Linked DNA regions of Gossypium hirsutum: all the other regions are linked to region 2. Evidence: chromatin contacts called from public Hi-C data. All regions are on one chromosome and are shown on one strand. Each heading gives the region's core, a stretch centred on a gene start, on an enhancer-like site or on the middle of the called end of the contact. The rest is flanking DNA. Distances are from core to core; before and after follow the strand shown. Region 1 holds the start of LOC107947722. Region 2 holds the start of LOC107955218. Region 3 holds the start of LOC107948238 (ribosome-binding factor PSRP1, chloroplastic). Region 4 holds the start of LOC121204974 (reticulon-like protein B3).

Region 1 (6,187 bases), core at 2,982-5,481, 750 kb before region 2:
TTAAACACATATCAAACTTTCATATTCCTTTATTAAACATCAAAATACATGCATGTCACACATGGTTAAATTTTTTAACATGAACCCTAGCTCAAAATAATGGTAGAAATAACTAGATCGGTTGATGACAACTTCAAAAATGTAAAAAACATTAAAAACAGGGCTAGGATGCACTTACTATTGAGCTTGAAAGTTGAAGAAACCCTAGCTATGGTGAGCATGGAAATTTCGGCTATGGCATGGAGAAATGAGTAAAATTTTGCTTGATTTTTCCCTTTTTATTCTTTTATTAACTAAATGACCAAAATGCCCTTAAGGCTTTTCTTTCAATTTTTTCCTACTCATGCCCATTTTTGTCCAAAATTTTAGAACTTTGTCAAATTACTATTTAAGGACCTCTGATTAATAATCCATAGCAATTTTATGCTTAAAGCTTCTAGAAATCAAGTTTTGTAACTTGTTCAACTTAGTCCCTAACTTCAAATTGGACACTTTAGGCATAAAAGTTCTTCATGAAAATTTCACACAAACATGCATTTATATCATGGATCATCAAATAATTACAAAATAATTATTTCTACTTCAGGTTTATGGTCTCAAAACTACTGTTCCGACTAGATCCTAATTCGGGATGTTACAGGCAATTAGTAGTTAATTAAATTAGTAATCCATTCTTATTTGTTTACACTACATTTTTAAACCATATTATTTTTCCATCACTAATTTATTTAAGTTTAAATTTTTCACAAAGAATTGCTTAACAGTCTCTGTGGAGACTATACTCGATACTTATCACTTTATTACTTGTCAACAACTGTGTACACTTGCACATCTTTGTCGTTCTATAAGCAACCAAAAAAAAAGATGAAGAAGAGAATAAAATAGAATAAAATTTAAAAGAATTCACCCCGGGCATTCCTTCTCAGCTATTGATAATCAATTATATAAAAATCATCCATTGATAATCATTTTTTCTCCCACTAAGGAACCAATTGGTTCTAATCCAACCGAACCAGAGTTGAACTCAACTATGCCCAAATCAGCCTTTAAATTTTCTTGATTTTTCTATAGAACTGCCAACTTACGATTTTTCTCAATTTAACCCTCAATTATTTTTAAATTTCGAACTTAAGGAAAACTGGGTGTAACGCTGTTAGTACTTTTATTAGTCTTAAGATGGTTCATAATTGTGGTTATATACAAAAAAATTTAATAGGAAATGGGTCAAATATCAAGTCAAAAGACTTGATATGAATCAACAAAGAGAACCCAAACAAAAAGGTGGCGAGCTACAAGCTTCAGAGGAGCACAAGGATGTCACAGTTGCCTCTACATTAGCTCCTTTACTCTTTCCTTACATATTGGTGCTTCTCACTACTATTAATGGAGTATAGAATTGTGTTCACTCTCTTACCTAGTGTTTTGATTACTTTTTTAAGCAAGTAGGCTCTCAATTTAAGGGGTTGGAGGAGCAAATGAGGCTTCTTTGCCATGTTACCCTCCTTCCCCACCACCTCGTTTGGATGATTGATGCTATTGTTCTTGATTGAATTGGTCATGGGTTGATTTTTTAGCTAAACTTCTTGGATGTTTTTAGTGTATTTTGTTGATGCTTGGTTGATAAGTATTTTGGGATGTTTTAGATTTGTTTTGAATGCCTCTTGGATATTCTTTAGGTCTTCTTTAAAACTTATTGTGGTTGTTTTGTTGATATTATTGGAAAAATTAATTTAGAAAATAGTCTTTGTTACACAACGAAAGTTTAATTTTTTTCTAAAACTGAGCCATGTGGTATTTATAGTAATAAACCTTAGACCAAATTAGTACCTGTGCTTTGAGTGAGATGATCTAAGTCATTCCTAGCTTTCTACAAACGATCTTCTTCGTTACCCTTAAACTCTGACTTACTTATAGTATGGGTTTTAATTTCATGAACCGGTTGCACAAAATGAAAACTTTAATTAATTTTCAGTGGGAAAATTAATTCTCTAAGGGAAACCAAAATTTGAACTCTCAAGAAAATAGAATTTATTCTCTAAATAAAATACCATTATTCATATTTTTCTTATCTTGTAGTTCATTTTTTATAGGAAAAAGTTAAAAAAGTTTTACATGAACAAAGGGTAATTAAATATAATATTTTAATAGAAAAAATAAAATATTTCTTTATAGGGAATAAGAGGGGCGGGGACACACCCTAATAGGGACTAGGGTTTGCCACACCTCATACCATGGGATGGGCTCTCGAGCCCATCTTGTGTATCGGATTCAATTATATGTGTTATCTAAACTTTTAACCAACTCATATAGTTTAACCAAACCAATAACCATTTTTTCTATTTCGCAAATATTAATTAATTAACCATTTTTCTCAACCAAATTTTAACTTCATTAAAGTCATGATAACTTTGCCATATTAGGATCTATGAGAAAATATGTCCAACTGTACTATTCAATAAAACTGCAGTAACTAATTAATTTAATTTCCATTTCGAATTTCAATTATTTAATTCCAATCATCTAAATAATAATACAAAGAAATTAATTTAATTTCCAAGTATTTTTTTGTACTTTGTGAGAAAATGCATTCACTGTTAATGTTGATAGTGATGCATGTGATTTATTTCTCTTAATCATTGTTTTTATTGATTTCATAGTATTGATTCTACATGCAATCCCTTTTGGGTTATGACAAGATAGCAAAGGGGTTGATTGAACATATATAATTAGGACACAAATAATTTGTAATTAAATTCTAACTATTCGTCTATTAATTACAACATTCTTAATCTTAGAGTTATTCCAATAAAGTACCATGATTGAACTCTCTCTTATTATATATCATTACGAAAACAACTTTTGTTTGTTCAATGACCTTAAGTGTATCACCCTCATAAGATATATTTATCTCTTTGGGTTAAATTCATTCACCTAATATGATTTTATTTTATCTCATGATAACCATTACATCTTCCTTCATGAAAAAATTGATTATTAATAAATAGTAATTAAATCACTTATCTTTAAGACAAATGAACAATGATCACGTTACTTTTCATCTATCATGTAATATCGATGAGAAGATACCTTTTACCTTTTATTAGGCTATGTATTCCACTATTACAAATAAAAACTATCAAATAATACCATTTTTTTGTCTCTAAATGCTACTTGAATGAATTTTTTTTGTTAATGCATCCATTTATAGTATTAAGTCTTAGTTTTAATTTATATATAACAATAACCTAATTAAGTAATAAGTATAATTTAATATAGATTCAAATTCTAAAATTTTAACTCCACAAGTTGTATTTAAAGAGGATAATTATCCTATACATCGCCTGTGGAGTAATAAAAAAAACTCCACAAATGGGTCTTGATTGATGCCATTTGTTTTTAGGGTATAATAAAATAATAATTAAATAATTAAAAAAGACACTTGACATTATCTTAGACCCGTTTGTGGAGTTTTTTTTTCTTAACTTCACCGGTAGTGGACAGAATAATTACCCATTTAAAAAATAATAAAAATACGGCACGTGATAAAATCTCAACTTGCTTGTAAAATAAAAACTTTTCACCACGTGTGTATCAAATAATTACCCATATATATAATATGTATATATCATTTATCTAAATGATTTTATTGTTTTTAATTTATCTAATTATATTCCATGAATTAAAAAGTTAACTAATATTACTTTCAATATTATCACATAATAATTAGTAATATGCTAATAAATTATTATTCTAATTTTAATTTAGTAATACAATCAATAATAAAAGATATTATAGTGATTTCAAATTTTTTTTTAAAACTCGTCCTTTTATATTTATATATAATATATAATAGATTATAGATAACATATTATTTATATTAAAGGCTGTATATTATATATTTTATCTTTTTGAAAGTATATAATATTTATTTTTAATTATAAAAAATAAACATGTTTATTCAATTAGCTCCTGGAAAGCTAATTTAGCTCACGATAATAATAGAGAGCGGAGCGGACCCGACCCGGATCCTTATCAAATCCGAAATTGGGTCCAAGAATCTATAGCCAGGCCAGTGGGAGTTAGCGAAAAGTCCATTTAACTTGCTTTTAAGTTGAAGAAGAGCAGCGAACCTGACCAATCCAACCCGGCCCAATTACAGACTCCGGATCTTACACCTTTCCTTTATTACCGAACTAAAAAATCTCCCAACTTATAAACCTCTTCCAACGACAGTACGACTCGAACTAGGGTTTTCGCTTTGTCACTTACGCTCTGCAACTTGTTTATAAAACCGCATAACTTTCAAGCTCTGCTCTAATTTCCCTCCAAATTTTCCATTCCCGTTTTCCACATTCAATAAAACAAGCTACTATTTTCGTCTTTTAACTATCTAATTTCTCCTCTTTTCTCAACGAAAAAGAGTAAACAAAAAGCTTGTTCCCCTTTTCCACAATAGTGCCCTTTGTTCTCTTAACAGACCATACCAATGGCTTCTCGTTTCCAGGCGGTAACATTGGTGGACTCACCATCGTATCCTAACTCCATCGCCTGGTCCGACGAGAACCTAATTGCCGTGGCATCCGGTCACTTGGTCACCATTCTGGTAAGTTTTTGCTAGCTACAATGACTTTTGCTTTCAAAACCTCGTCTTTTCTAAAAGCCTAGTGGGTGGCTGGGTGCCATCCTTTTCTTTTATGCTGTGTTTTGTTGACGAGAATACTATATTTAAAGGAGGAAACGAAACAAAAAGTAAAAAGAAAAATGTCTTGTGTATACTGTTTGATGTGTGCTGCAGGAACACTGTTTTGTTGCTAAGCATTGAAACTGATCGTAGGCGCTTTTTTTTTTTCTCAAAAAAATGTCAATTAATTATCTTATCAGAATCCGGCATTGCCCTTTGGACCTCGAGGCCTGATCAGTATAAACAGGAGTGAACCTTATCCCATTGGGGCGGTAAAAAGAGAAGGTGCGTCTCTATTGCATGTTTCTAGAGTTCTGACCACAATGTGCTTCAGTTGCCTCAAATTTATTAGTTTGATAAACCTCAACGGGTTGAAGAAGTTTAATCATTGTTTTCGACAAAATTGGGTTGCATTTGACCATTTAGGTATAATTTGTCTCCTCAGATCTAGCATCTGGCTGTTTGTTACCCACCACTTTAAATCGGGATCCTCGTCCTTCTGTTCGATCAGTTTCATGGTCTAATCTTGGAATGGCTCCCAACTCTGGGTAAGAGTCTGAAAGATGTCATTACATTATTCCCTCAATTTCTGCACTTCATATCTGTACTTATGCAAATTTGCTTCAATAAAATGCAACAGGTGCTTTCTGGCTGTTTGCACCACAGAAGGGCGTGTAAAGCTCTATCGTCCTCCCTTTTGTGATTTTTGTGCTGAATGGGTAGAGGTACGTACTTAGGGGGCAGGATAAACTTTTTGGTCTCATTACAGCAAGTTGTAGTTACAATGAAATATTTGAGGTCACTGAAGTGAAGTAGGGACTCAGCAGCACTGTCAAGGCATGCACCTAGGCTCCCCTATGCCTTGCGCCTTAGCATTATACAACAAAAAGCACCTCAGACCCATTTGGGTGAGCCTCATTTGAGGCACACACTTGGTGCCTTAAGTGCACTTTTTGAAAGGCAATAGGCATAAAAGGGTTCCGCCTGATTGAAGTTCTCTTTAATATATATATATTTTTTTCACTTTTTTCATTGGATATACCTTCATTAGTAAGAAACGGATAATATCAAACTTTATACTTATCAATGTTTGAGCATTCAACAACAAACCTTGACCATAAGGAAATCATGCATATTAAATCAATACAAAAATTGCAGGATTTGTAGGTAACTAGACCACACCATAGATTTACTGTACATCTTAAGCTTTATATATATTCACACATGCTTACACACACGAAAACATAAATATACATATTGCACTTTACTTCACTCAGGCAAGCGCCTTTTCAATGCTTTGTGCTTGAGGCGATATAATGGCTACACTGCCTTACACCCTTGAAAACATGGGTACTCAAATGCTTGAGTAGTTCATTTGAAAATTGGTGAGTACCATAACAAAATTAGAATGATTGATGAAATATAGTCTTGTAGAACCAAAGTATATATTATATGGTGGAGATTAACTCTGTATAATTGATGAAAACGGAGGAACATGTTAGACCA
Region 2 (5,400 bases), core at 2,826-5,325:
ATAGTCTGAACGAATGGCTTGTCCATTGACAGACAAGTCATACTCATACTTTACATCTGAGCTCCCAAGCTTTTGATCTGTTTGGGATGGTGGAATATGATTCTCTGCAGACAGCTGTAAACCCTCTGGGGAAGTCTGAGAAACATGATGAAAAACCATTACACACAACAAAGAAAACGTTGGGAAAATTGAAAATGCACAGGTTTGACCATACCAGCTGGTTCTGCCACTGTTGGATGGATGCTGTATCTGGCATTGAGTAGTGTCCAACATGAGATGTCACAGAATGGGGAGCTCCCTGTTGATGCATGATAAATGAATGCAGAGCAGACACCTGCCCAGGTGGGAGGTATGTAGGCAACCCAAGTGGAGCAATTGGAACACTTGGAACATGGTCATTCTGATTCTAAGAGTAAACAAGTCAATTAAAGGGAACAAAGCTGAAGTAATAAAACAAGTTATAAACAAGATAGAAAGGATCAGAATTTGACCATTATTAATAAAAGCCCAAGTTCTACAACTAAACTACTTCTAATATAAGTTTACAAGCACCATCAGAAACCAGACATTAGATAAAATGTTGAAAGAGGGAGGGAGGGTTGGAGTGGTCAACAAAAACCAAGAGACTTGTATCATATTTTGGCAATGAAATAAATTACAATATGAAAAAAGGCATGCACCTATAACATAGATGGCTATAAATATAATATTTATGACACAATCTAAGCAAAACATCAGAAAAGCCAGCAATTTTACCGGATTTGGTGCATTTCCAGGTGAAACAAAAGTTTGGACATTGTCTGAAGCCCCATTTGAAATAATCCCAGTATTAGCATTTGTTGCACCACTTCCATTAGAATCCACCTGTTTCCCATTAGTTTGACCAAATTGAGATACATCTTTTGATTTTGTTCGGGACGTATGTGATTCATCAGTATAAGAACCATTCCTCTCTCTCACATCAGCCAGCTCAAGTTGAAGTTGATGTATTGTATGCAAATGAAGTCTCTCCATCTCTGCAAACTAACATTAACAACCAGGAATAAGATCAACGTAATTGCTAAAACTGACATCCAATCTATTAAGTGAGAAGTGTAAACAAGAAACTAAAGATTTGTCTACCTGTCTCTGACATCCATGCCAGAGCTGGTTATATTGCTCTGTACGTTCTCTCAACTCAGCCTGTAAGGAGTGGTTTGTACTTGACTGCAAAGCATCCATCTCCTGGACACGAGAAATCCAAGTTTGGGCATCTCTCAACTGTTCATCCTTATAAAGAATGGCTTCTTGAGCAGCCCTATACTGAAGAATAAGACCACTATTAGAACATGTAGCTTGCTGTCTTCTATCAATCGGCATTATAGTAAATTGAAACTGTTACTTGGCTTAAATTTCCAACACAAACAATTCTGTTATCATAAATTTAGTTCATCTGAAAGTAAGAAATGCCATTTTCAAAAGCCTGCAGAAGCACACCACGGATAGTTTAACAGAATATTCAACCTTAATCTCAGGAAATAAAAATAGAAAAAGGTTAAAATCAAGTAAAAGTAGTGACCTGTTCCTGCAAGTCAATAAGCTGCCTCTCTTTCTCTTGAACATGCTCTTGAAGATCATGTATCTGTTTTATGTGTTGAGCTCTCTCAGCCTCTGAATGATCACGTTCTCTTCTGCCAAAAGACAAAGAATAGGAAACCCATAAAAGTTTCAGAAGGTTTAAACACAGCTGCAAGGCTAATGTATTAAAAGCAGTAACCAACAGAAGAAGCTGAAAACTATTTGAGAATGCCATTCAGATGCTAAGCTAATATATTAACTCAACCCTTGGATAGGTTTAGAAAATTTCAGGGAAAAATAAACAAAGCATTAATATCAATGGTAATCCTTAGAGGTTTATGTTTACAGCAAATAAAAAGGCCTTAACCATAAAACATGGACCTGAAAGTAGCCAGTTCCTTGTTTTGCTCTCTGAGAAGATCTTCCTTTGCCCAGACCTGCCAAGATAACCAAGTAGGGCTAATTTATACATGACTTTCTAAACATCATACTTTAGTTTAAAAGAAAAATAAAGCTTATCCAAAAGCAGGATAAACATATTGATGGACCTCTTCTTTATCAACTTTGATGGAATGCAACTCTCTGTCTTTCTCTTCCATTTTCCTTTCGAATTCATGTATGGTCTGTTCTCTTTCATCGAGTTGCTCCTAATCAAGCATAAAGCCAAAATATAGATTGAAGGTCACAGGACAGCAATATTGTAGAACCTACTTGTAGCATGCTTGGAATAATTTCAAGCGCCAATGGATCTGATTGGTTTTTTATAGACCACTCAAACTGTCAATCATAAGACATTCAATATGTAATTTCAAAATAAATAACAATATGCCCAGGATACAACTCCGGAAGAAAAAAGGAATATGTCTTTACTGACTTCCACAGTCGAAACATGATGACATTATTTCTTAAAGTTTATAATCTGAAATTCTGTTTCATATCTTGTTCATAAATAAAGATCAAATTTTAATTCATAGAAGCAACAAAAACTTCTTTTTCTCTGAAAGTTGAATTGCAGAACAATCATACTATGAATCACATTCTAAATTCAAACCTCAAGCTTGGCAACAGCATTGACATGGGCTGTTATTTTTGCATCACAGCTGCTCTGAATTTCCAGGACCCTTGATCTTGCAATTGCCTGTGCTCGGAGTTCAACCTCCATCTGCAATAGCTCCTCTCTTTGTCTAGTAATATTGTGGATCCTCTGTTGTAATACATCATCATCTAAACTTTCATCAGCCGTGATTGAGCAGAAGTCAACATCAGCAGGCTCTCTTCCGTGCTGCACCTTGATAGACATTCAACAATGTTCACTACTCACCATTCTCATAATAGAATTTAATTTTAAGATTAAAATACCTTACCTCATATATGGTTCTCTCATCTGACTGTCCCAACTTTGATCTGTCCATTTCCTGCATGTCACAATAGAAGAAAACATACAATGAACATCAATGGTCTATCGAATATAGCAATAATTATCTTTCGCCACTTAACCAATATAACTTGATGCTCAATTCTGCCCTTCAGAGCTGGACATTTCCTTACAGCACTAAACACAAAACACTTAACTCTTGGGATCATATAAACACTTAGACCATTTGAATTAAACCCAATTAACACCCCTAATTATTTCAACCAACAATGGGACAATCTTTTCATCAACGTAACCCCCTTTTTTTAATTAATGCGCCAAAATGCTACAATTTTGAGCAGAAGTTGGTTCATAAATGACTCCATCAAAAAGTCCGAGCCAAATTCTATTACTAATAAACTCACTAAGTGAAAAATAATAGCGTTACTTAATAATGAAAACTCGAAGTGTATACAACCAAGAGAGCAAGAAAAGAATGAGAACAGAAAAAGATAAACCCTAATTTTTTTGGTTAACACATGTGAAGAATCCCAAACACTAGAAGTTAAAACCAAATCAAACCCGGTAACTGTTTTTTACTTGCTCATAGGAGCCAAACAAAAGGAATTTTCGCTCTGAATCCAACATTCTCTCAGAACTCAAATAATGCCAAAAAGCGAAGATATTCATCAAAAATGAAATTTACCACTTCATCCCCATGGCTACGAACCAGGTGATGGTCGGAAACGGCACGCCACTCCTTACGCGACGATGACGACATTGGGAGCGCACCGCCCCGTGCGGCGGCAACAGCGGCCGCTGCCTCCATTGAATCAGAATGCCCGACACTACACCAACTATCTCACTTTCTCTCTATCTGCAAAAAGCAGACCCAAAAAGAAAAATGGAAAAGAAAAAAAAAATCTAGGGTTTTTCAATTTTCAATTAAATAAATAAACCAAACCCTAGAACTGAATAAAATTAAAAGAAAAGATCGCAAATGATAAAAGAGAAAGAGATGGAGAACAATGGGGGAAGTTAGGTTTTAATTTAAAGATTGGAATTTGGAGGGTTTTTGGAGAAAATTTTTAGTTTAGTTCGATAAATAATAGTGAGATTTTAACGCAACGGAGAGCGAGAGAGATGATTGGGTGTGTGAACTTTCGACCGGGTAAGGCTCCCGCCATTTATAGTGCAACTTCGTCCACAATAGGATCCCATCACGCTTTCTGGTCGCGCGTGTCCTGCACTTTTCTGGTCTACCAGTACTAGTAGTAGTCAATATTTTTGTCACACTGCTTCATGCACTATGAATTTTGCTAATATGGTTTTTATACCGCATTTTATAAGAGTATCTAATTTACATTGCAAGAGTTTATTTGCGTGTATTAATTAAAATATTATTTCATAAAATAATGAAAATTATTTATAATTTTATAAAGAAATATTGTATTACAACTTTTTAAATTAATTTTTAATATGAAAAATAATATTTTATAGAATAGTAACAAAAGGTGTATAGAGTTGTTAAAAAAAGAAATACCATTTTTTAGAAACAAAATGACATTGTATTAAGGTTTTTCTTAAATTAAATTCTAATGTTACATACATTGCATGTAATTTTATGGGTTTAATTTTTAATTAGTTTTTAAATAACTCATTTTTACTTATTGTTATCTATCATTGGTAATGATAATTCTCTTAATTTTTAAATAATATGCAAATTTGAAACTATATGAGAAAGTAAGCTATAATGGTAATTTGAAAAAAATAAAGGGTAAATTACATTAACAGTCACTCAACTTTGAGGTAGCTAACAAAACAGTTACCTAGGTTTCATTTCAATCACTCAACTTTTGAAAAATAACAAAACAGTCACTAACGTTATAAAAAAGTGACAAAATAGTCACTGATTAACAATTTCCATTAGTGTCTTAACGTGACAGCTGATGTGGCAAGCTAACTAGCTGATGTGGCCAGTTAATTTGCCACGTTGGATGTCCACAGTGGAAACCCACCCAATTTAAGAAGAAATTGAAAAAAAAAACCCTAAAAAACCCCTGAATAACAGAGAAGAAGAAGTGACTGTAAAAAAAAAGTATTCTTTTTCCTTTGTTGGTTCTGTTGAAGATGAAACCTTGCTTGAAAGATGTAACTTTCCAACAAAATGCGTATTAAAAGAACAAGTTTCATTAAAGAATGAATGCAAGGTATTTGCTCGAATGCTTAAAAGAACTAGTATCGGTGTCAACATATCTTCGCGAAACTGGAATTGGGGAAAATGGTGATTATGCTAGAAATGGTTTGGACATTAGTCATTTGATTAGCATTCTAAAGTTTTGTGGTGGTGAAGGATTTTTAGAATTTGGAAGGACTTACCATGGTTTGATTATAAAGACTGGACTTGATGGGGATGAGTTTTGTAAATACCAACCTTATTGATATGTAAGCTAAATGTGGAGACATAGATAGTGCAGTTATGGTATTTA
Region 3 (5,856 bases), core at 699-3,198, 880 kb before region 2:
AAAAAATTCATGCAATGGGCGATAACCCCAAAATATCGAATAATATATGATAATTTTTTAAAACACTTTAAAAACAATAATACTCTGCTTATAACCAGACTATGGTTAAACACCATTTGGCGGACACCTTATAAATGTTGGCAGGTTGGTATAAAACGCAAAATGAGATAGCACTTATGCAAAGTTTAAAATTCACTGCTGGCTAATCAACATCATTCAAAATGGTTTGGCGTGAAACCTAACAAGACTGCTCATAAGAATCTAGAAATAAAAATCAACATGTCAAATACAACTCTTTAGATTTAAACTGCCGGACACTAACAATTATCCTATTCCCCAGCGATTTCATGTTACAAACAAAACAATAGATGGCTCACAAAATAGGCCTTAGATCTGGCTGAATCCTTTCAACAACTCATCCAATCTAAAAGCATGAAAATAAGAAGAAGAAAACTAAACAAGTTAATAAGAACTTAATGAATTCCACGATAGCATATCCTTACAATAAAATTCAACTGACACGTGAGGCTATGACATAGACTAATTAAATGACATGCCACATTTGGCAAACTCAATTTCCTATTTCTAAAGTATGCTGACGGATACTTCCGCAAGCAGACCTCGCCCATTGGCAGACATTATTCCCTATTAGGAACCCGCATAAGACGAACACAAGTCATAACTACTCTATTTGTATGTTGCATTATGGACTACCCCTTTTATGACAATTTCTTGTGCTTTTTACACTTTCATGCAATGTCCACACATTATTTAACATGATATACACCATTTTTATTAGTATACCCCGTTCATTGGCAGACATTATTCCCTATTAGGAACCCGCATAAGACGAACACAAGTCATAACTACTCTATTTGTATGTTGCATTATGGACTACCCCTTTTATGACAATTTCTTGTGCTTTTTACACTTTCATGCAATGTCCACACATTATTTAACATGATATACACCATTTTTATTAGTATACCCCGTTCATTTTTATAAATGGGAAACATAGAAAAGCTACGTTAAAAGAGATGTAGAAGGGAGAAAAATAGCGGAAGAAGTAGAAGGAAATGGAAAATAAATAAAAAAATTAAAAAATATAAAAGAAAAAAATTAAATTGTTTGAAACGAGAAAATATGGGGATCAATTGTATAATTTAATCTAAATTTTTTTTTAAAATAATAATTTAACATGCCACGTCAACTTAATGTTACGTCGTTAATGGCAATTAACGACCCAATGATTAAAATGTGACAACACGTTAACGAAAGTGACTAGAACATAATATTTCAAACATACATAACTAAAATATAATCTAAAATAAACAAAAGTAATATTTTAATAGTTTACCTTAAATTTTATTTGTGTGTATAATGGATATAAAATTGTAAATTATCTTAATCATACAATATTATATTGCTTTCACACAAATTTAACAAGCTTGTTGCCGGACAAGGAAAAAGATGAGAGATGTATCTAAAAAGACAAGGAAACACCCGTCTAACTCAATTAATGGTCCCATTTACATTATCCATCCCACCTTTATCCTTAATTTATGTATTTATGTCAAGGCAAATAATTATTGGAAATGTTCTTCCAGTTCATATTTAATATATTTTGAAAAATTAATATGGATTATATATTATAAAAATGTGAGAAATTCTTTATGGTTTAAATTAAAAAAAACAAAATTACTAAGAATTAAATAAAATTTACAAGTGCAAAAGGATGACATGAATCAATCTGAAAATTTGAGCTATTTATTTATAAAAACAAATCAACTTTCAAATGTATATTTACAGACACGAATCCTGCAACTTATGTAATACTTTTTAAATATTAAAAAAGATGAAAATTTAAAAAATATATATGTGATATTATTTTTGTGAATTTTGTTGATTACACCTTATAAATATCTAGTCCATGCCATCTCACGTGTCCTTATCCATAAGCCAGACGGCATAATTCCCCCCTCCCCCCTTGTATTTGCCTAATGCCAGATTCTTGTATTTTCTTCCATTTTCATTCAATCCATCCAAAACCCTGCTCTCCTTGTCGAAATGGCGACGACTCTGTTAGCTTCCTCTCAAACAAGCTTCCACCACCCACTCTCTGTCTCTGACTCATCATTTTCAAGTCCTTCATCCTCTTCTTCATCGGTCTCTATGTTCACTCTCACAAAACCTCGAATCCCTTCATTACCTTCTTACAAATCCAGCTTCTTCAACCCAATTGGGAACTATTTCAAGTGCGTTGAGATGGAACCAAGAAAAATCAGGAACTCTTCACTAACAGTTCGAATGTCATGGGACGGTCCACTCGCTTCCGTCAAATTAATCATACAAGGGAAAAGTCTCGAAGTAAATTTACTCTTACTAATCATTTACTTTATTTTTTTTAAAAAAGAAGCTTTTTTACTCAACAATGAGATTTCTCTCTTCCTAGTTTAAGTTGTAGCCCTTCATTGTTTTACTGATGATGCGTCTTTTTCCTATTGGAAGCCCAAGTTTTTTTACTTGAAGCATGTGAAAGACCATCTACATCATAATGATTAATGAAGCACTTAGTTTGGCATCTATATTTGCTTTGGGTTTTGATTTAATTGATTTTTATTATAAGGCCCATGTAGAAATTGTACTTCAATGATGGGAAAGTTTAGAGAAGGTTTTTTCTGCTGTAATAAACTTGTTTTCATCGGATACAGTTAACAGATACAGTTAAGCAGCATGTTGAGGAGAAGGTTGGTAAGGCAGTTCAGAAACATAGCCATCTGGTGAGAGAAGTTGATGTTAGGTTGTCTGTTCGTGGGGAGAACTTGGGAAAGGTCCCAGGATTCGAAGATGTGAGGTACTTTCCCAATCCTGATATTTGATGTTTGCATTTTGAATTTTAGACACTTAGCTTACTTTTTGCTCTGATGGGTTTTTGTTTGAAGGTGACTTTGTTTACAAAGAAGCATGGAGTAGTTCGAGCAGAAGAAGATGCTGAGACAGTATATGGGAGTATAGATTTGGTGTCCTCAATTCTACAAAGAAAGTTAAGGAAGATTAAGGAGAAAGAATCAGATCGTGGCCGCCACATGAAAGGCTTCAGTAGATCAAAAGTTAGAGAACCGGTGGCGGTAGTAGTAGATGATGATGCAGAGGCCGTTCCCGAGCAGGTAGTAGCAGATGATGATGTAGCAGCGGTTCCCGAACAGGAGGATGATAGCTTTATAGATGAGGTTTATTTCATCAACTTTTAACCTATTGATCTGTTTATGGAATTAGTTTTCTTGCAGATATTTTTCATATATTCTACTTAGATGCTTGGCTGCAAGTCATTATATTAAGGGGCTTTTAAAACTTTATTCTACTTAGATGCTCGGCTGCATGACATTATATTAAGGGGCTTTTAAAACTTTTCTTCTTTTGAGTTCATCGACTGGCATTTATGGTTTTCGTTTCCTAATTGGGTATGCAACTTTTATTCAATCTGGGATAGAGGAAAAAGAAAACAACAGGAAATAATTTGCGGGTGTTATTGTTTATTTTGATATCTTTTGTTAGTTTTGCAAAAGGTGTCGTTGTAACTTGTATGATGGTTATTAGTAGAAATTCTGAATGAGTTTTTGTCCATATTTTCTTGCTTTAATTTGCGTCGAGAAAGATGATCAAACAAATTGATACAGCCCCTTCAAAATTGATGCTGGCACTTGTTTTCTTTTTCCTTTTCCTCTCCATTAACGCACCTGCATTACAAATGTTTCAGATTGTTCGGACAAAATACTTTGAGATGCCACCACTGACTGTCTCTGAAGCAGTTGAACAGCTGGAAAATGTTGATCATGACTTCTATGGTTTCCGTAATGAAGAAACTGGTATGAAGTTTTCCAAGCCCTCGTTCATTTCTTTAGCCTTAACTGTTATGAGCTAATGAAAAGTATTATATTATGTGCTCGGCACAGGTGAGATTAATATTATATACAAAAGGAAAGCTGGAGGGTACGGACTCATTATACCTAAAGGAAATGGTAAAGCTGAGAAATTAGAGCCGCTGGTGGTCGAATCTGCAAAAGAACACTCTTATGTGGAATAGGTTGTCTGAGATTGTGAGATAGAAAGTTGCAAGCTGTTCCGTTCATCTGTAGATTTTCATGGCAACACTATAGATGAAGGTCTAGGCATGTAGAGAGACATAGTACAAGGTTTAAGATTAAGCGAAGATGATCATGTGGGGTTTAAAAATATCATTGCCTGAAGTATGGGGGATACATGAATAATGATATTTGTACAATCACCATGCAATCTATATAACATCTCTTACATCTTAATTTGCTCGAATTTTTTTCTCAGTTTGATAAATTGGATATCGTTATGCCTTCTGCCTGTGCATTTGCTCGACTTGTGCAGATTGTGAGGGTACCTTTGATTTTGTTACGCTGTAACGTTTTCAGGTTGCCTTTCAGTACAGGTGAAGCATAAAGTGAAGTAGTTTTCAAGCTTATGGTCGAGTTTCATCTAATTACAAAGGAGATGGACTTCTTCTTAAAATGAAGAAGATCGATGATTGGGGTCGCACTGCCATATTTATGCAAGATGCGAACTCAGCATTGGCCTTGTACATGGAGTGAGGCAACTGTTCTGGTAAGAATTGTCGGCTTTTTGAGGAATGGGAAGATTATGGATGGGAGACTTACGCAAGAGTGAACCTTAAAAAAATTTTAAGCGGGGAAAATTGAATTATAAATTTTTGAGAGGTTAAAATATAATTTTATCATATGATAATTTATGATTTCATCATTTTTAAAAGAACAAAATAGATTTTTTTTTATTTTTAAAGGGTTAAAAGTGTAATTTTATTATATATTAATTTATAATTTTATCATTTTTAAGGATTGAATCGCAATATTTTCATTTTAGGAGACTAGGTGTCTGCTTGTCCATTAGATTCGACTATAAGTTAAAGGACTATTTGGAGGGGCAAACTATTGGATTTTGTTTAGCATACATTGATCAAAGTCATGTATATTGATGTTAATTATACAGATATAAGTCTAAAGACTTTTTGAAGTATCGAGACTTTTAAAGACAATGCCATAGGCTTTTTGAGAACAACATGCTATTGATACTTCTCTAGTATTGAGTCTCAATACCTCAATTCTTCTAATAGCTATTTTTTAGTCAATAGAAACTTGACCCCGCAGACTAAATTTAATGCACAAAATCAATGCTTTCAATGGCTCAAAATGTCTTCCAATAAAATCAATGCTTTCAATGGCTCCAAATGTCTTCCAAGTGATTAAAATGTATTAATACAAGTCAAAAACACTTGAGGGCTTAAGGGAGACATATCCAAACATTGGAATCAAGAGAACTCACTTCAAAAATATTCTTTTTCTCATATTCTCTCATACGTACTTTCTTTGGTGCTTATTGTAATATCTTTTATTATTCTTATTTTCACTTTTTCACTTTGTAAGATTGTTATTATTTATAAACACCCTTTTAAGCGATCTTAATTGTTTACACATTTCTCTTTGTATTAAAAGGTTTACTTAAGGTTTTTTAGTAGAAAACCTTAAGGGGATTATAAAGGGTTTCTACTTGACCCACCAAAGTCGGAAGGTTTTATTTTAACCACTAAAATTATGGGGAAAGTTCTATCTTAGCTTTTATAAAAAAAAAAAAGGAATGGTAAATGTTATAACTTAGCCTTGAAAGGTATCAATTCTATATAGTGAATTAGGAAAATTATTGGTTGAGGTATACCAAGATATTGGAGTTGGACAATTGAGGTTGAATCATTATAAATTGATTGTGCAAGTTTCTCTCCCTTTTTCATTTTATTTTAGAGAAGTTTTGTAAAGT
Region 4 (6,313 bases), core at 2,814-5,313, 750 kb after region 2:
AATTCCTAAGATAACAAATACTATAGGATGCACATCAGATATCTAGCAATAGGCTGCAGTTATATGTCAACAGTTAACATATGCAACAAACATACAGCAAAGTGAATCATTCAGAAAGGTATCCAGAATAATTTGAGAGAACCTTCAACCCAATGTACAATACACTACTTCACAACATGCAATATAATAACATATTGCTACATAACATATGGACCCATAAAAGGCCACCATGTATGTAGTAAAAACAAGATCTAAAAAGAGATCACATATTCATCAAATTGTGAACAGTGACTATGAAAATAAAGGTATGAAAGCAGGCCTCTAGCTAATACTGGATACAATATTACTACCTTCACAAACACAGCTAGCAGATGTATGTCAGGACCTAGCAACACCAACATCTTCACCAGTAATCTAATCTTTCTTCTTCTCCTTCAATGGTCTCTTGGGAATCTTACTCAGTACTTTTGCATCAAACACTGCATACTGCTTCTTGATCTCATGCCATGCTTTCTCGGCCAATGGGTCCACCTTGTCTTCATACTTCTCATACAGAACAGGCACGGTGTGCAGTAGTACGAATACTATTTTGCAAGACCATTAAAATAAAATAAGGAAACCAAAATGTATTTAAGGGGAAGGAAGCAAAACGTTAGAAGGTAAGTCATATACCTATGTAGAACAGTGTCAAGAAGTTGCACCAACTTCCCACAATAGACGAGACCCACAAGCCAACGATCACCTGACCAATCATAGTGCCGAATCCAATATGATGGTCAAATGCATGGTAAAATGCTAGAACATCTTTAAATAGATAAAAAGCTCAGGTAAAATTAAACTATGTAACTATTGCATCAGTATCTCAATCATAAGTCGAAGGAATAACTGCAAATAATCAACAAGAAAGCTATTCATAACAATAAAACAAGTAAAGAAAAAGAAACATACAGAGAGGAACTTCTTAAGATCTCTTCCTGATGCAATATCCCGCAGGACGGCGAAACCCCTGTTAATCTCAAACCTAAGCGCTTGGGCAAACTCTAAAACTGGGTCCTTGGGTATTTGAACTTCAGGGATGCGAGGTGGAGACCTATTCAAAACAATTTAACATCATCTCAAGCAATGAGAAACCAGTATACAAATACAGTCACTAAATTAAAGAAAAAATTCAAGAGCTTACTTGTGGATGAAAGTAGCAGCATTTGACCACAAGAAGAGTAATGCAAGAGCAAGTATCAACAAGTGACAGACTAGTGTGAGAAGGTGGTATTCGAGCAATTCAAACAAAACCCATATCACAGTTGCAACACCTAGTGTTCCTGCCGAAATCTTTTTGTTCCTCCACAGGAAAATATCAGCCTCTATTACACATACACCCAATTATAAGTATGCATTATAAACAATTATTGCCAGCCAGAAGGTAGTAGTTACTGATGACAATCAATTAAAAGTTATCAAATTGTTATCAGGGAATATTATTGATAATCAACTAACTACAAAATTATTGATGAAATAAGATAATCTCAGACATTGTTCCTTCTCATAAAGCAAAAAAAGTAAACTTCAGTACAACAATTCACATCAAATCGATTAAAGATCCAAAAATTTACTTTCTTCTATAGTCAATCAGATACCAACAGATCAAAAACCTTAATTCAACTCGAACAACATCAGTTAATCAAAACCTCCATCTAAATGAGCAAGAAAATAACTCTTTACGATCACCAACAATTTTTTTTTTTTGAAAACGGATTCACGGATGCAAAACGAAAACCGAAACTTCAAAAAAAAAACCCAGGCTTATAAGAAGCTAAAAAACGAAGTGAACAAATTTAAGAAATGAAGAAAAGGGTTTTGTAACATACGTTTGCCTCCACCGAAAACGTCGTGAACGGGCCTTTCTCTTCCAAACAGACGAAAGACTTTGGCCTTCATGGAGGATTCTGATGGCTTGTCGTCATCGGAATCCGAGGAGGAGGAAGATAAATCATGGCCTTTGTTCTTCTCTGATATCTTCTCCAACAACGATTCCTCGTGCTTGTCTTCGTGATCAGACATTATTTTCCCACAGTATTTCTATAAGCCTAACTAAGAGTTTGAAGATCGAAAAGGAAACTCGAGAAACGGAAATTACAGTGTTCTACTTCTACTTGTGCTATTCTGTTCTACTTTTTTAAACTCCAATTCCTTTTGAGGCTAAATAGATGGTCTACAAATTAGATTTAATCTAGACCGCTTAATGTTGCGGTTTTGATCTGGACTGTTCATAGGTTTGGATTTCCGAAGCTGTAAGTTTGGAGTAAAACCGGAACCCGATGTGGAGCAGGCGTATGTAAAATGATCATACAGTAGGTTTTACAGATTCGAGGTTAACGGGCGTTAGATCTTGATGGGGACATTCATGACTAAAACGTGGAATTTTATAAACCGTCAGATTTGTTTATATTTCTTGATGTTGGAGGTAATGGCGTAAGTCCTTAATTATTATATTAAATTAGTTTTATTATTTTAATTGGGAAATTAGAAGAATGATATTAATAAAAATATTAAAAGACATGATGAATTTGTAGACAAAAATAAAATATTTGAATTTTTTTGTAGACCTCATTGAAGGGACCCGCTTATAATTAAATGATTGATTTGTGGTCAATACTAAAGGAAGTCTAACTTGAAAATTATGAGTCCCTTTTCAATGTGTGATGTGTCTCTTCTAGATTTAACAAAGAAAAATAAAATAAATAGACATAATCTAGAAAGATGTTTCTAGGAAAAGGTTCATCAATATACAAATACAACTAATACCGCCTTCTCGAGTATAAAAATAAGAAAAGTTTAATTAACATGATATTGAATATATATTTACATGTTTTAAAAGAAGGTGCAGGACATGTGTCTTATTCCTTATCATTTATTACTACTCACACTTGTAATCTGATAATGCATACATCTGACAAAATGTGGGTGAAATTTGAAGCTCGATTTGCAACTAGAGGAATTTAGGCTGTGGAAGCATGCATTGTAAATTTTTGGGACTTCTTGTTAGTGGTTAAGACAATTATCTGACAGCCACAAAGGGAGTTTCCTCGTAGGGCCACAAGAGGAACAAATAAGAATATCCCAACAAATCCGTGAAAGATGTAGCCATAAAAAGCATCACAAATTCAAAAACAAACAGCAAATTCTGTCATATAACCCTTTTGAAGATTGAAATGTCTTCAGGATGGGAAGATTATTACTTATGTTGACAGATGTTGATGACCCTACATCCAGTTCCGTTCCTATGTGACCAATTCATTCAATCACGGTTAAGAACCGGCATTCAACAAATCTAAGATTTGAACCCCACAGATCCAGGAGCTAACCAGTAAACATGTATGTCTCATTGACTAGCATAGTCATAAATCAGCTCATCGAGGGAACTGTTTTGTCATGAATTAACCATAATGACCATCCTCTAGTCATAGAGGGCAACCTTTCAAGGCTTGTTAGGAATATGAAGGGCTTTGCTAATGCTATCCCTCACCCTCAGCTTCCAAAATGGCAAAACCCCAACCAAACCAAGACATATTCCCTTTTCTTCACAAGTTCAAATTATCAACATCTCTTCACAAGTTGTGTTGCGGTAGGCAGTTAAACATATAAAGGCTACCCTTTTCTTCACCCATAGACTTCCTTTTCTTCCATCTTTAGGTTTTATAATACAGAGAAAAAGAAGTATAAAGTATTGGATGACCCTACAATACGAATAAAGAAAAAAAAAACACCAATTGCTGGACAAAAGTAGAGTAGGGGTAGGAATACGTACCTCATTTGGTGCTGTAAAGATTAAAAAAAAAAGCAATCCAGAAAGAAAATATATAGCCTCCTCTAAGTGGCTTCATGATATCAGCTTGCACGCTTTCAATCAACAAAATACGGACTTGAGCTTCAAATGCTATGGTCTGCAGTCTACAATCGAAATAAGGGCACACTGCTATCATAGAAGCCAATGGCATATTGCTTTGGTTGTAAAAAGAGAACATTCCAAACTTCAACGAATATGCCTTATCTGCTTACACTTGGAAAAATTAAAAATTAAGTTCTGCAGCGCGCGTCTAGTAGTTGTGAGAAATGCCACTGTGGCCCAGTTATTGGCAAATAAAGCAGCAAGCAGGGCCAAGAATATTTTTATACTTAAAAGAAATAAGGAGAATTTTAGAACTTAAAAACAACCCAGATTGCTAGGGCCTGGGGCAATGTACTAACATTTGGATTGGGCTTTGGGAGAAACTGGTTTAAAAAGCCCAATAAACCTGAAAAGGAGAAGCAATAAAAAAGAAGAAAAAAAAAAGTAAAGGAGCTAGAAATGGGATATGATTAAGCCTTAAACTTGAAAAGGAACAATTGTTGTTTACCTCAAGAAAATGGATAAGTGATGGGCCATCCTTCATCTTCAAAAGGAGAGGAAATGGAAACAAAAATATGTAAATTCCCAATACTGATTACCCTCATAATTTCAGAGGCATTGATGTTTCTCTTTTATAGACTAGTTAACTTGTTTATGCATATCTAGTTTTCATCTTTTTTCATCTTTTTTGTATCTTTGGATTGGGCTTATGAAGTTGAAATGTTTTTGGTTGGGTTGATTCTTAATAGTGAAGAGATAGATGTTAACACTTTGGAATGGTAATTTTTTAGTATGTCTATGCTTTGGCCATTTTGGTTGATGGTTTGATCATGAATAGGTGGTTAATGTTATGTGTTCTTCTTAGCTTGGTTGTTTGAAGGAATAACCTTTGATCATGGTGCCTTTGAAGGATATATTGGTTAAATATAGGATGAATGAAATTTTGGCATGTAATTGATGATTTGAATGTGTTTTTGAACCTAGGAAATGATCTAGATATGGCATGTCTTGTTGTGCAAGGAATGGTGCATGAAATTGCTTGTTTTAAGAGTAAAAAATGGTGCACACTGCCAGAGACATAGGCCGTCACACAGCCGTGTGTATTTATTGTTTTAAGTTGTAGTATTCACATAGCCTAGCACATGGTCATGTGATCCAAAACAGTTTGTCATGTAATGACCCAAAATTCACGAGCATCGAAAAAGTACATTATCAGGCCTCCGTCTTAGCAAAATGGGTTCGCAAATATTTATTAGGAATATTTTTTAGGCCAGTTGTGTGTTTAAATATGCTTTAATTAAGTGAATTTAGCCTAATTAAGAGAAATTAGGAAAAAGGACTAAATTGAATAAAGGGTAAAAGTTGAATTATAGATTAATAGAAAGTAAAAAGGGCTAAAATGACAAATAAGCCATTTAGCATAAGTTGAGGCGGCAAGCATGTTAAAAATCTAAGATATTTTTAGATTTTAATCATGTAAATATATATAATTTAATTATAAAATATATTATTAAATTAATTAATTATAAATATCATATTATGAATTAAATTAAATTAAAGCCAAGTGTATGATGATAAAAATATACAAATGTAATAATAGTATGCATACATTTGTAAGATATTTATTTAATTACTTTTTATTTAAGTAAATAGATATTTATTATTTATCATTATTATTATTCTATCAAATTACAATTTATATTACTAAATTATGATTATTATTATTATTATTAAAAATAAATTAAAATAAAGACAAATGTATGGTGATTAAATTATATAAGAATAATGCATATATTTAGACATTTGTAATATATTTATTTAATTATTTTTTATTTAAGTAAAAAGAATTTTATTATATTAAAATATTAAATTATATAAAATAAATAGAATAAGGACAATTGGATGGTGATGATAATAGGCAAGTGTAAAATATATGTGCATCCAATTTTAATATATATATTTGTTATTAAATAAAATATTTATTATAATAATTATTATTATTAAGTTAATAAAGTAAAAGAATAAAATAAATGAAATAAATAAAGAAAACAAAAGAAAGAAAGAACAACAGAAGCATTTCGAAACAGAGGAAAGAAAAGAAAGAAAGAAAATAAAAGGAGAAACTAGGGTTTGGGAGCTTAAAGCTTTAATTGCTAGCAAAGAACCCGAAGCATCGGCATCGAAAGAAAAGGGAAAAGTTATCGAGGAGTAATCAAACAAATCCAGGTTTGTATTACTATAATTCAAATTACTTTTTATTAAATGTTTTATATAAATTTTATATTTAATAAATGAGTATAAGGTAAGTATTAATATTTGAGTTCAATGGGAATTGGATTGGATGGTGAATTTGTATGTATAATTGAATTGTATATTGATTTGAATGTGAAATTGAAACTAAATAGTGATCTTAAATTTGGTATGAAA

The links. Hi-C and Micro-C count contacts between places; a contact is called where the count stands out from the background.
Region 1: a contact with region 2 is called in a Hi-C map of leaf, with 2.2 times the contacts expected there. The contact joins the promoter of LOC107947722 here to the promoter of LOC107955218 in region 2. A contact is called at or near these places in 4 of 34 Hi-C or Micro-C datasets (all in leaf).
Region 3: a contact with region 2 is called in a Hi-C map of leaf, with 2.2 times the contacts expected there. The contact joins the promoter of LOC107948238 here to the promoter of LOC107955218 in region 2. A contact is called at or near these places in 2 of 34 Hi-C or Micro-C datasets (callus and leaf).
Region 4: a Hi-C map of leaf shows a contact between it and region 2, with 4 times the contacts expected there. The contact joins the promoter of LOC121204974 here to the promoter of LOC107955218 in region 2. A contact is called at or near these places in 5 of 34 Hi-C or Micro-C datasets (callus and leaf).

The regions. Positions count from the first base shown.
Region 1 is chrA08:89,064,830-89,071,016 of Gossypium_hirsutum_v2.1, forward strand. It overlaps LOC107947722, which reads left to right and starts at 4,232. Exons shown (of 15, transcript XM_041074532.1): 1 at 4,232-4,603; 2 at 4,882-4,966; 3 at 5,127-5,229; 4 at 5,322-5,406. The coding sequence starts at 4,487.
Region 2 is chrA08:89,818,243-89,823,642 of Gossypium_hirsutum_v2.1, forward strand. It overlaps LOC107955218, which reads right to left and starts at 4,076. Exons shown (of 15, transcript XM_041075906.1): 1 at 3,618-4,076; 2 at 2,922-2,972; 3 at 2,609-2,845; 4 at 2,106-2,204; 5 at 1,939-1,994; 6 at 1,559-1,670; 7 at 1,123-1,302; 8 at 757-1,023; 9 at 215-400; 10 at 1-135. The coding sequence starts at 3,740.
Region 3 is chrA08:88,938,517-88,944,372 of Gossypium_hirsutum_v2.1, forward strand. It overlaps LOC107948238 (ribosome-binding factor PSRP1, chloroplastic), which reads left to right and starts at 1,949. Exons shown (of 6, transcript XM_016882718.2): 1 at 1,949-2,367; 2 at 2,712-2,811; 3 at 2,814-2,854; 4 at 2,943-3,230; 5 at 3,758-3,866; 6 at 3,954-4,319. The coding sequence starts at 2,068. The coding sequence ends at 4,084.
Region 4 is chrA08:90,564,527-90,570,839 of Gossypium_hirsutum_v2.1, forward strand. It overlaps LOC121204974 (reticulon-like protein B3), which reads right to left and starts at 4,064. Exons shown (of 5, transcript XM_041075900.1): 1 at 1,866-4,064; 2 at 1,181-1,361; 3 at 949-1,090; 4 at 673-742; 5 at 110-584. The coding sequence starts at 2,058. The coding sequence ends at 415.